Regions from separate parts of the Mus musculus genome. Here region 1 is linked to region 2. Evidence: chromatin contacts called from public ChIA-PET data. All regions are on one chromosome and are shown on one strand. Each heading gives the region's core, a stretch centred on a gene start, on an enhancer-like site or on the middle of the called end of the contact. The rest is flanking DNA. Distances are from core to core; before and after follow the strand shown. Region 1 has its middle 37 kb from the start of Mfsd6. Region 2 overlaps Nemp2 (nuclear envelope integral membrane protein 2).

What was found. ChIA-PET counts read pairs in DNA pulled down with a chosen protein or histone mark.
Region 1: an RNA polymerase II ChIA-PET map of effector CD8 T cells shows a contact between it and region 2, with 23 read pairs. The contact joins two enhancer-like sites. A contact is called at or near these places in 2 of 15 datasets of contacts at CTCF or cohesin (CD8 T cells and pro-B cells), 52 of 484 Hi-C or Micro-C datasets (3T3-L1-derived adipocytes, the AML12 cell line, B cells and 38 more), 9 of 115 datasets of contacts at active chromatin or transcription factors (the 230-238 cell line, CD8 T cells, the HPC-7 cell line and 6 more) and 5 of 9 other capture datasets (adipose tissue, bone marrow-derived macrophages, embryonic stem cells and 2 more).

What each region holds. Positions count from the first base shown.
Region 1 is chr1:52,761,688-52,766,072 of GRCm38.p6, forward strand. No RefSeq gene overlaps it. Among named protein-coding and RNA genes, the nearest start is that of Mfsd6, 37 kb to the left of the region's middle. Within about 2 kb of position 2,569, at least 112 of the 459 cell types and tissues checked have an H3K27ac peak or open chromatin away from gene starts, as enhancers often do. A contact at or near this core is called in CD8 T cells, the G1E-ER4 cell line, the HPC-7 cell line and 9 more, where this site is marked.
Region 2 is chr1:52,650,632-52,655,393 of GRCm38.p6, forward strand. Nemp2 (nuclear envelope integral membrane protein 2) reads left to right here. Exons shown (of 9, transcript NM_001142647.1): 9 at 1-1,288. Among named protein-coding and RNA genes, the nearest start is that of Nemp2, 22 kb to the left of the region's middle. Within about 2 kb of position 2,915, at least 79 of the 459 cell types and tissues checked have an H3K27ac peak or open chromatin away from gene starts, as enhancers often do. A contact at or near this core is called in CD8 T cells, the G1E-ER4 cell line, the HPC-7 cell line and 9 more, where this site is marked.

The DNA.
Region 1 (4,385 bases), core at 1,319-3,818, 110 kb after region 2:
TTCATTTAAAGTATATATTTAATGCATGATTTATGTTTACTATATATAATACATATTAACATATATAAAATACATTCAAAGTATATAATTTATTTTGCATGTGTTTTTATTAGATATTTTCTTCATTTACATTTCAATGCTATCCCCAAAGTCCCCTATACCCTCCCCCCACCCTGCTCCCCAACCCACCCACTCCTGCATCCTGGCCCTGGCATTCCCCTGTACTGGGGCATATAATCTCTGCAAGACCAAGGGCCTCTGCTCCCATTGATGGCCGAATAGGCCATCCTCTGCTACATACGCAACTAGAGACACAGCTCTGGGGGGTTCTGGTTAGTTCATATTGTTCCTCCTATAGGGTTACAGACCCCTTTAGCTCCTTAGGTACTTTCTCTAGCTCCTTCACTGTGGGCCCTGTGTTCCATCCAATAGATGACTGTGAGCATCCACTTCTGTATTTGCCAGGCACTGGCATAGCCTCACAAGAGACAGCTATGTCAGGGTCCTGTCAGCAAAATCTTGCTGGCATATGCAACAGTGTCTGGATTTGGTGGTTGTATATGGGATGGGTGATGGCCCTTCCTTTCATCTCAGCTCTGAACTTTGTCTCTGTAACTCCTTCCATGGATATTTTGTTCCCAATTCTAAGAAGGAACGAAGTATCCACACTTTGGTCTTCGTTCTTCTTGAGTTTTATGTGTTTTGCAAATTTTATCTTGGGTATTCTAAGTTTCTGGGCTAATATCTACTTATCAGTGAGTGCATATCGTGTGTGTTCTTTTGTGATTGGGTTACCTCACTCAGGATGATATACTCCAGATCCATCCATTTGCCTAGGAATTTCATAAATTCATTGTTTTTAATAGCTGAGTAGTACTCCATTGTGCAAATGTACCACATTTTCTGTATCCATTCCTCTGTTGAGGGGCATCTGGGTTCTTTCCAGCTTCTGGCTATTATAAATAAGACTGCTATAAACATAGTGGAGCATGTGTCCTTCTTACCCATTGGAACATCTTCTGGATATATGCCCAGGAGAGGTATTGCTGGATCTTCCAGTAGTACTATGTCCAATTTTCTGAGGAACTGCCAGACTGATTTCCAGAGTGGTTGTACAAGCTTGCAATCCCACCATCAATGGAGAAGTGTTCCTCTTTCTCCACATCTTCGCCAGCATCTGCTGTCACCTGAATTTTTGATCTTAGCCATTCTGACTGGTGTGAGGTGGAATCTCAGGGTTGTTTTGATTTGCATTTCCCTGATGATTAAGGAGGTTGAACATTTTTTTCAGGTGTTTCTCAGCCCTTTGGTATTCCTCAGTTGAGAATTCTTTGTTCAGTTCTGTGCCCCATTTTTTAATGGGGTTATTTGATTTTCTGGAGTCCAGCGTCTTGAGTTCTTTGTATATATTGGATATTAGTTCCCTATCAGATTTAGGATTGGTAAACATCCTTTCCCAGTCTGTTGGTGGTCTTTTTGTCTTATTGACGGTGTCTTTTGCCTTGCAGAAGCTTTGGAGTTTCATGAGGTCCCATTTGTCAATTCTCGATCTTACAGCACCAGCCATTGCTGTTCTGTTCAGGAATTTTTCCCCTGTGCCCATATCTTCAAGACTTTTCCCCACTTTCTCCTCTATAAGTTTCAGTGTCTCTGGTTTTATGTGGAGTTCCTTGATCCACTTAGACTTGAGCTTTGTACAAGGAGATGAGAATGGATCAATTCACATTCTTCTACATGATAACCACCAGTTGTGCCAGCACCATTTGTTGAAAATGCTGTCTTTTTTCCACTGGATGGTTTTAGCTCCCTTGTCAAAGATCAAGTGACCATAGGTGTGTGGGTTCATTTCTGGGTCTTCAATTCTATTCCACTGATCTATCTGTCTGTCACTATACCAGTACCATGCAGTTTTTTCCCCACAATTGCTCTGTAGTACAGCTTTAGGTCAAGCATGGTGATTTCCCCAGAGGTTCTTTTATCATTGAGAATAGTTTTTGCTATCCTAGGCTTTTTGTTATTCCACATGAATTGCATATTGCTCTTTCTAATTCGTTGAAGAATTGAGTTAGAATTTTGATGGGGATTGCATTGAATTATAATTTATATTTAATATGGATAATTTATGTGTGCATGAATGTGAATATGTATGTAGTTATCAAGGATGGGTCATCTTCTGATGACATGTGAATAAAATATACATTATATATGTATATGTTTCAATGTATATAATTTCTAACATGTGTGATGTATGTTAGTTTATATAACTTAAATTTGGGGCCATCTGTGTGAAAACCAGGACTCCTGACTGCTTACCTGTTCATAACTCCCCTGTGCCAGAGCTTTGCCGTCCACAGCAGGCACTCACTGTCTTCCGTGTGGGCAGAGATGAATGAGCTCTGGCTGCCTGCAACTCAGGGCTTGGCTCTCTGCTCTCCATGGACTTCTCCACTGTGCATCATTCCCCTCCCCTCATCCTGCCACAGCTGTCTCTGCCCCTCCAGGGGTGGGTGGGTGCTACAGCAGGCAAGGAATAGAGCCAAAGGGAAGTGCCCCCTTCCTGGGGCTCATGACTGACAGCCACTGGGCTCACCCCCACAGCAGCAGTGTGCAGTGAGTGCCTCCAGAACAGCTTAGTTTCATTTTCTCTCTTCTTCGAGGAAACCCACTTCTCTCTCCTAGCCCTAAAAGTATCTACAGGCACTTTACCTAGTCCAAGCACATTATAATAATTTTGAAGTCTTTCTCTAACTTTCTTCCAGGTTGCTAAATGTATTGTACTCAAGGATAAACCTCTAGAAAAATCTAAAAAACTATGTAATTGCTGTTGCCTTAATTTAGTGAAGCATATTCTTAAGAATTTGCACAAAAAGCATATGGCCATTTCCATTTCCCTTTTTTTCTTGTTTCTCCTCTAATTAGTCCTGAGAGTTATTCACCACTGCCAACACTTTCTCTTTCTCCAAGTGCTCCACTTCCAGAGGTGTCCTTCACTGAGCCTCATGTAGTAGCCCCTCGTTAGGCACCACATGCCAGAGCCTGCTGGTCAGTCAATGGGAAAACCATGACTGGGAAAGTAAGGATTGGAAAAAGGTTGGGAGGGCTAACAGTAAATACTGTGCACTGAGTGTTGGGTTTATACAAGGATAAAGAGAGAAGGAATATATTCTATGGAGGTGTGGTGAGGTGTGGGGGGAGTGGATGCCTCCGCAGGCCTATGCTGAGGCACTCCCCCTCCTGGTCCCCCTAGAGTTTATTCAGGGAATGGAGAGGGGAATTAAGAGGGTAGTCGAGGCAGAGAAAGGGAGGGAGGGAGGGAGGGAGGGAGGGAGGGAGGGAGGGAGGGAGGGAGGGAGGGAGAGTAGAGGAGTAGAGGCCTGCTATAAGCACATGGAGAAAGAGGGGGCAAGGGAATGGGGGAAAGGAATGGAAGGGAACCAGAGAGGAGCAAGGGAACAAGAGAGCAGGGAAGGGGCAAGCAGCCCCTTTTATAGTGAGTCAGGCATACCTGCCAGGTAACTGTGAGGCAGACCTTAGACAGAATGTTAGCACCCAGTATATTCTCTCAGTGTCTTTTAAAGGCAAGCAACAGAAAGCATGACCAATTCCAGAAAGTTAAGCAATAACCACAAATGCTTACATGGCGAGTTTATGGTACACAGTATCTATGTTTGACCAAGGCCATTTCCTTCAGGCTTGGACAGTCTCTCAAGGACATATGTGTAAGGAGAGGAACTTGGCAGAATAAAACACACATCTTAAGTAAAAACAAAGACAGCTGACGGCTGACTCATTCATTATTAATCACAAGCAAGAAATTAGCCAAAGTTAACACTGGATGTGCTTCCCACAAAAGTTTCTGTGTTCAGACACAGTAGAAGTTGGCTTCGGATCCCATTACAGATAGTTGTGAGCCACCTTGTGATTGCTGGGAATTGAACTTAGGAACTCTGGAAGAGCAGTCAGTGCTCTTAACCACTGAGTCATCTCCTCCCCAGCCCATCCATATTCTTAAAGTTCATATTCAGGCCTTACAATAAGATGTTCCAGAAGGAAACACTCCCTGGGACCAAAGAAAATTTAGCAAAGGTCATCTCTCTGAGATTTCCTCCAAAGGACAGGCTGAGCCTGCCACATCGCAGAGGTCAGAGATCCAGTAAAGAACTTAGGCCTGGACAAACCATGGTAGCGGAATCTTAGGCCAGAGTCAAATGCACCTCAAACCCGGGGAAATTTCCAAGCACTGGCCTGAGGCCAAGGTAGGAGGAGTTAAATGGGTGACAGCAAAGAAAGCCCGGGTTATTTACATAGGAAAGTTACTTAGCAAATCTGTAGCTTTTCTGGTCACTGCCTGAGTTGTGAAAGCCTTGGGAAGCTGACCAAACTGT
Region 2 (4,762 bases), core at 1,665-4,164:
GGCTTATATTTAATGTTTTGATAAGATTTTATATGCAGACAGATTAAAATATTATAATTTTTGTACTTTTTATATATTGAAATTGAAAGTATGAAAGCATTTGTGACATTTTGTGATTTATTTTTTAAAACTGATTATATATGTTTACAATGAGTTCCCACAAAATAGATTTGTGATACCTGGTTTTTTTTTTTGTTTTGTTTTCTTTTGTTTTTTTTTAGTGAGAGCAAATGTTTGTTTCTTGATCCATGATAAACTTCAGGTTAAAATGAGCTACAAATTGGGCTTTGGGCCCAAGGAAAGGAGCAGAAATAGCCTTAAGAGTTGGCTATGGCAGACATTCTGTGAACAGGTCGCTACTTGATCCTCTGAGAATCAAAGTCAGGGTGTTTTATCTTATGTACTGTAATGATTAAACAACAACAGAAACACAAAGCATGAGAGAGGAGGAGGGGGACAAGACACGGACTTGGTCACTGTCATCCCCTGAGAGTGATGCTGACTTCGGAACTTTCTATATTCACTCTCAAATGATGCTCTCTCTTTGACGCTCTATGTCAGTGTTTCTGCCTCTGCCTTTTGACAGACATAGGTAATATCAGGAGTCTTTTTCCTTTTCTTAGAAACCTCACTCAGGTCAATCTGTGCCTTTACGTGTTGACTTTAAAACGTCAAAGAATAGGGTCTGGAGAGATGGCTTAGTGGCTAAAAAGAGCCTTACAGAGGATTTGAGTTTCGTCCTCAGCATCTGAGTGGCATGGCAGCTTGCCGCCATCCATAACTCTAGTCCCAGGGAGCCTGGTACCTTCCTCTGAGTTTGCATGCACATACACACAGGCATGAACACTTGTGTGTAAACAATGTGCTTCTAGTCATTTTGGCAACTATTTTGCAAAAATAGACAGGAGTTGTAACATTTTGCCACAGCTTAATCTGGTTTTCTTTTTCAGTAGCTTTATTTCTGGGCATTGTAACAGGTCAGGTGTGTCAGTACTTGGGCATTGCCATGTTCACCTCTCACTACACAGCTTGCCTAGTATAGAATGTGTTTGTGTGTGTCTGGCACATCAGCACCCCCTGAGCCACCAGAACAACCCCACAGTTGGGACTTCACTGTGAAGCTGTAGCTCCCAGCACCAGCAAGCCCGTGCACCCACAATGAAAACAGTGGTCGTCTTTTGAGAGAGCTGTTTTTCATGTTCATTTCTGGAAAGAATCATGGATCTGTCAGATTGCTATGTGAGAGCTGTGAGAAGCTAAACAATTAAAACATTTCTGGTGAAATGTTCCCTGGGCTCCGAGTCAGTGTGTATGACAAAGACCAATGACATTTCTAATGCCCACCAAGCAGTGTACAGTCCTTCCCTTCTGACCTTCCTCCTCTTTCTGAAGCAGCCAATGACTGACTGTCCTTCAATGGCAGCTATGTTTCACACCTTCGCAGACATGCACATACACACAGCAGAACCCTCGTTGTGCCCTTGCTTACAGCAGATGCCTCCCAACAGCACCCTGTTTGAAGCAAGTTGGACTGTTTGACACCAAATGTGTGGGTGAGAAGCAGCGTAGGTGGCTATACTTAAATGGTTTAAAAAATCATATCATTTGAATGCTAGTTTTCAAGGGTTTTAAAACACAGTTTACAAGCACAAAGACACTTTGTGAACTAGTTATGTAGTTTGCCAATAATATTTAGGGCTGAATTTTAGGGGAGTGTCCATGTGACAGGAAAATATTTGAATTTATGTCTTTTAAAAATATCTAGAAATGTAAGAGATTACAGATTTTAGGATATCTGATGGATTGTATCAATATATCTGAACATATACATAGTTACGATCCAGAGGCGATGCTGATCAATAACCGCCCAAATAGGATCTCACATTATCCTCTATTTGGGGATTCCCCACAATTAGATGTGTCATTTTTGGATTGGCTTTTCTGTCTAACCTGCAGTGGAATCCTACACATAAATCACATGGGATGCTTGTCTGATGAAGCCTGCAGCAAGACAGATGTCTTCAGATGACCCTGTGAGCAAGCTACCTTCACAGATTCCCCACTGGGTGACACTGCATGGATAGATGAGGTGCCAGTTTAGCCTCTGACTCATACCTGACTTCCATTCTCTAGACCTGTCTCCCATTAGGCAATCTGCAGTGTATCGCAGCTGGCAGAAGATAAAGGCACTGAGACTCACATAACCAGCAGAGTCTATCTCAGAAGACACATTTACCTGGCTCTGTACTATCAAGTCTCTCACTGAAACCTCAGTTTTACCCAGGAGGCCTTAGGCCCATATAAACTGTGACTGGCAAAGCTGACACTTCAGTCCAGACAGACTTCTGGCCCCAGGCCCACATTCTTGACCCAAGCACTATGAAGTCTCCAAGCTGCCCTGTGAAATCTGGGTCTAATCTTGAGCTACAATAGGGCGAGTGTGTTAGCGGCCCAGGGCAGATGGGAACCAGATGAGATGTTCACCTGGGCTGGCTCACATTTTCCCAGACAGCAGCAAGTTGCTCCCTTTTATAAGCCACAGCTGGCCCTGCCTAAGCTATATGATTTCTGATTTGAAAAAGAACTTTTCTTTCACCTCCCAATTCCTGTTCTCATACAAGCATCACTTTCCCAGATGTCCGTTGGCTTAGAAGTTCTGTGTCAGGGAGTTATTAAAGCTTTTGTGTAAACTACGTGAGTGGTTTAGAGTTTTAAGTGTCTTGTCTCAATGCACTGAAGGATGTCTGGATGGGAAATCACCCTTTCCCTCTCCAGTAATCATCTCTCATAATCATACTCTCACCTTCACAGAGTCACCTAACTTGGATCCAAGTGCTCTTGCAGAACTTAAGGAAGTAAAGGCCCCCAGACTTCCCATAAGTGATGTCTTGCATGACAGTTTGCATCACAGGAAGTGGTTTAAAGATAGAAACCCACAAAAATAACAGGAAGTAACAATCACTTTTCCTTAACATCTCTTAACATCAGTGGACTCAGTTCCCCAATAGAAAGACATTGATTAACAGACTGGCTACGTAAACAGGACCCAGCATTTTGCTGCATACAGGAAATGTACCTCAGTGACAAAGACAGAGACTACCTCAGAGTAAAAGGTTGGAAAACATTTTTCTAAGCAAGTGGTCCCAAGAAACAAGCTGGAGTAGCCATTCTAATATCCAATAAAATCAACTTTCAACCAAAAGTTATCAAAAAAGATAAGGAAGGACACTTTATACTGGTCAAATGAAAAATCAACCAAGAAGAACTCTCAATTCTGAATATCTATGGTCCAAATGCAAGGGCACCCACATTCATAAAAGAAACTTTACTAAAGCTCAAAGCACACATTGTACCCCATACAATAATAGTGGGAGACTTCAACACCCCACTTTCAGGAATAGACAGATCAGGGAAACAGAAACTAAACAGAGACACTAACAGAACTTATTAACCAAACGGATCTAACAATATCTATAGAACATTTCATCCTAAAGCAAAAGAATATACCTTCTTCTCAGCACCTCATGGTACCTTCTCCAAAACTGACCATATAATCAGTCACAAAACAGGCCTCAACAGATACAAGAAGATTGAAATTATTCCATGCACACTATCAGATCACCACAGACTAAGGCTGGTCTTAAATATCAATAAAAACAACAGAAAGCACACATACACGTGGAAGCTGAACAATGCTCTACACAATGATAACTCAGTCAAGGAAGAAAAAAAGAAAAAAAATGAAACGCTTTTTAGAATTTAATGAAAATGAAGACACATCATACCAAAATTTATGGGACACAAGGAAAGCAGTTGTAAGAGGAAAACTCATAGCTCTAAGTTCTCCCAAAAGAAATTGGAGAGAGCTTACAGGAGCTTGACAGCACACCTGAAAGCTCTAGAACAAAAAGAAGCAAATACACCCTAGAGGAGTAGATGGCAGGAAATAATCAAACTCAGGGCTGAAATCAACCAAGTAGAAACAAAACCAACTCTACAGAGAATCAAAATCAGAAGCTGTTTTTTTGAGAAAAATCAACAAGGTAGATAAACCCTTAGCCAGACTAACCAGAGGGCACAAAGACAGTATCTAAATTAATAAAATCAGAAATGAAATACAACAAAATATATCTTAAAATGATTCTGTTTGTTGAATATTAACAGTTGAAAATACTAAAATCATGTTCTACAAACAATAAAGCCAACCAACCAAACAAAAAAAGATAGAAATCCTCAGAGACACAGTAGGTACATATCCACTGTAAGAGTCACAAGCAGCCCATAGCACTCATACTGGGACAACAAAAGTAGCCTACAATCTTGTCAGGACGTTTTATTGGTAAGGCTATTGCTTGGGATGCTGATTTAAGGTTTTAGAGAATGTCTAGAAATCAAGAATAGAAACAAACACACATAGGTTTCAGGCACACAGAACTCATGGCTTGGCTATTTATGTCTTGTACCACCGTGGACGCTTTCCCTCCCACTAGGATGGGAAGGTGGTAGGCAGGGCTCTGGTGTTAGCAAGAGTTGAGTCTGTGTCCTGGCTCTGACCATGATCCCATAACTTAGGCCCTATTCGCTTAAGAATCCTCATATTTTCAATGGGGAAGGTTATGTATACCAGGTAGGGCTTTTGAAAAACAAATGACCTAACCATGGATGAACTTCCCCTTTTGCAGCTGCTCTACTTAACTGATATGCCGAGAGGCATATTGCTTAGGAGTCCCATGAGCAAGCTGCAAATCCCCGGGAGTGCTAG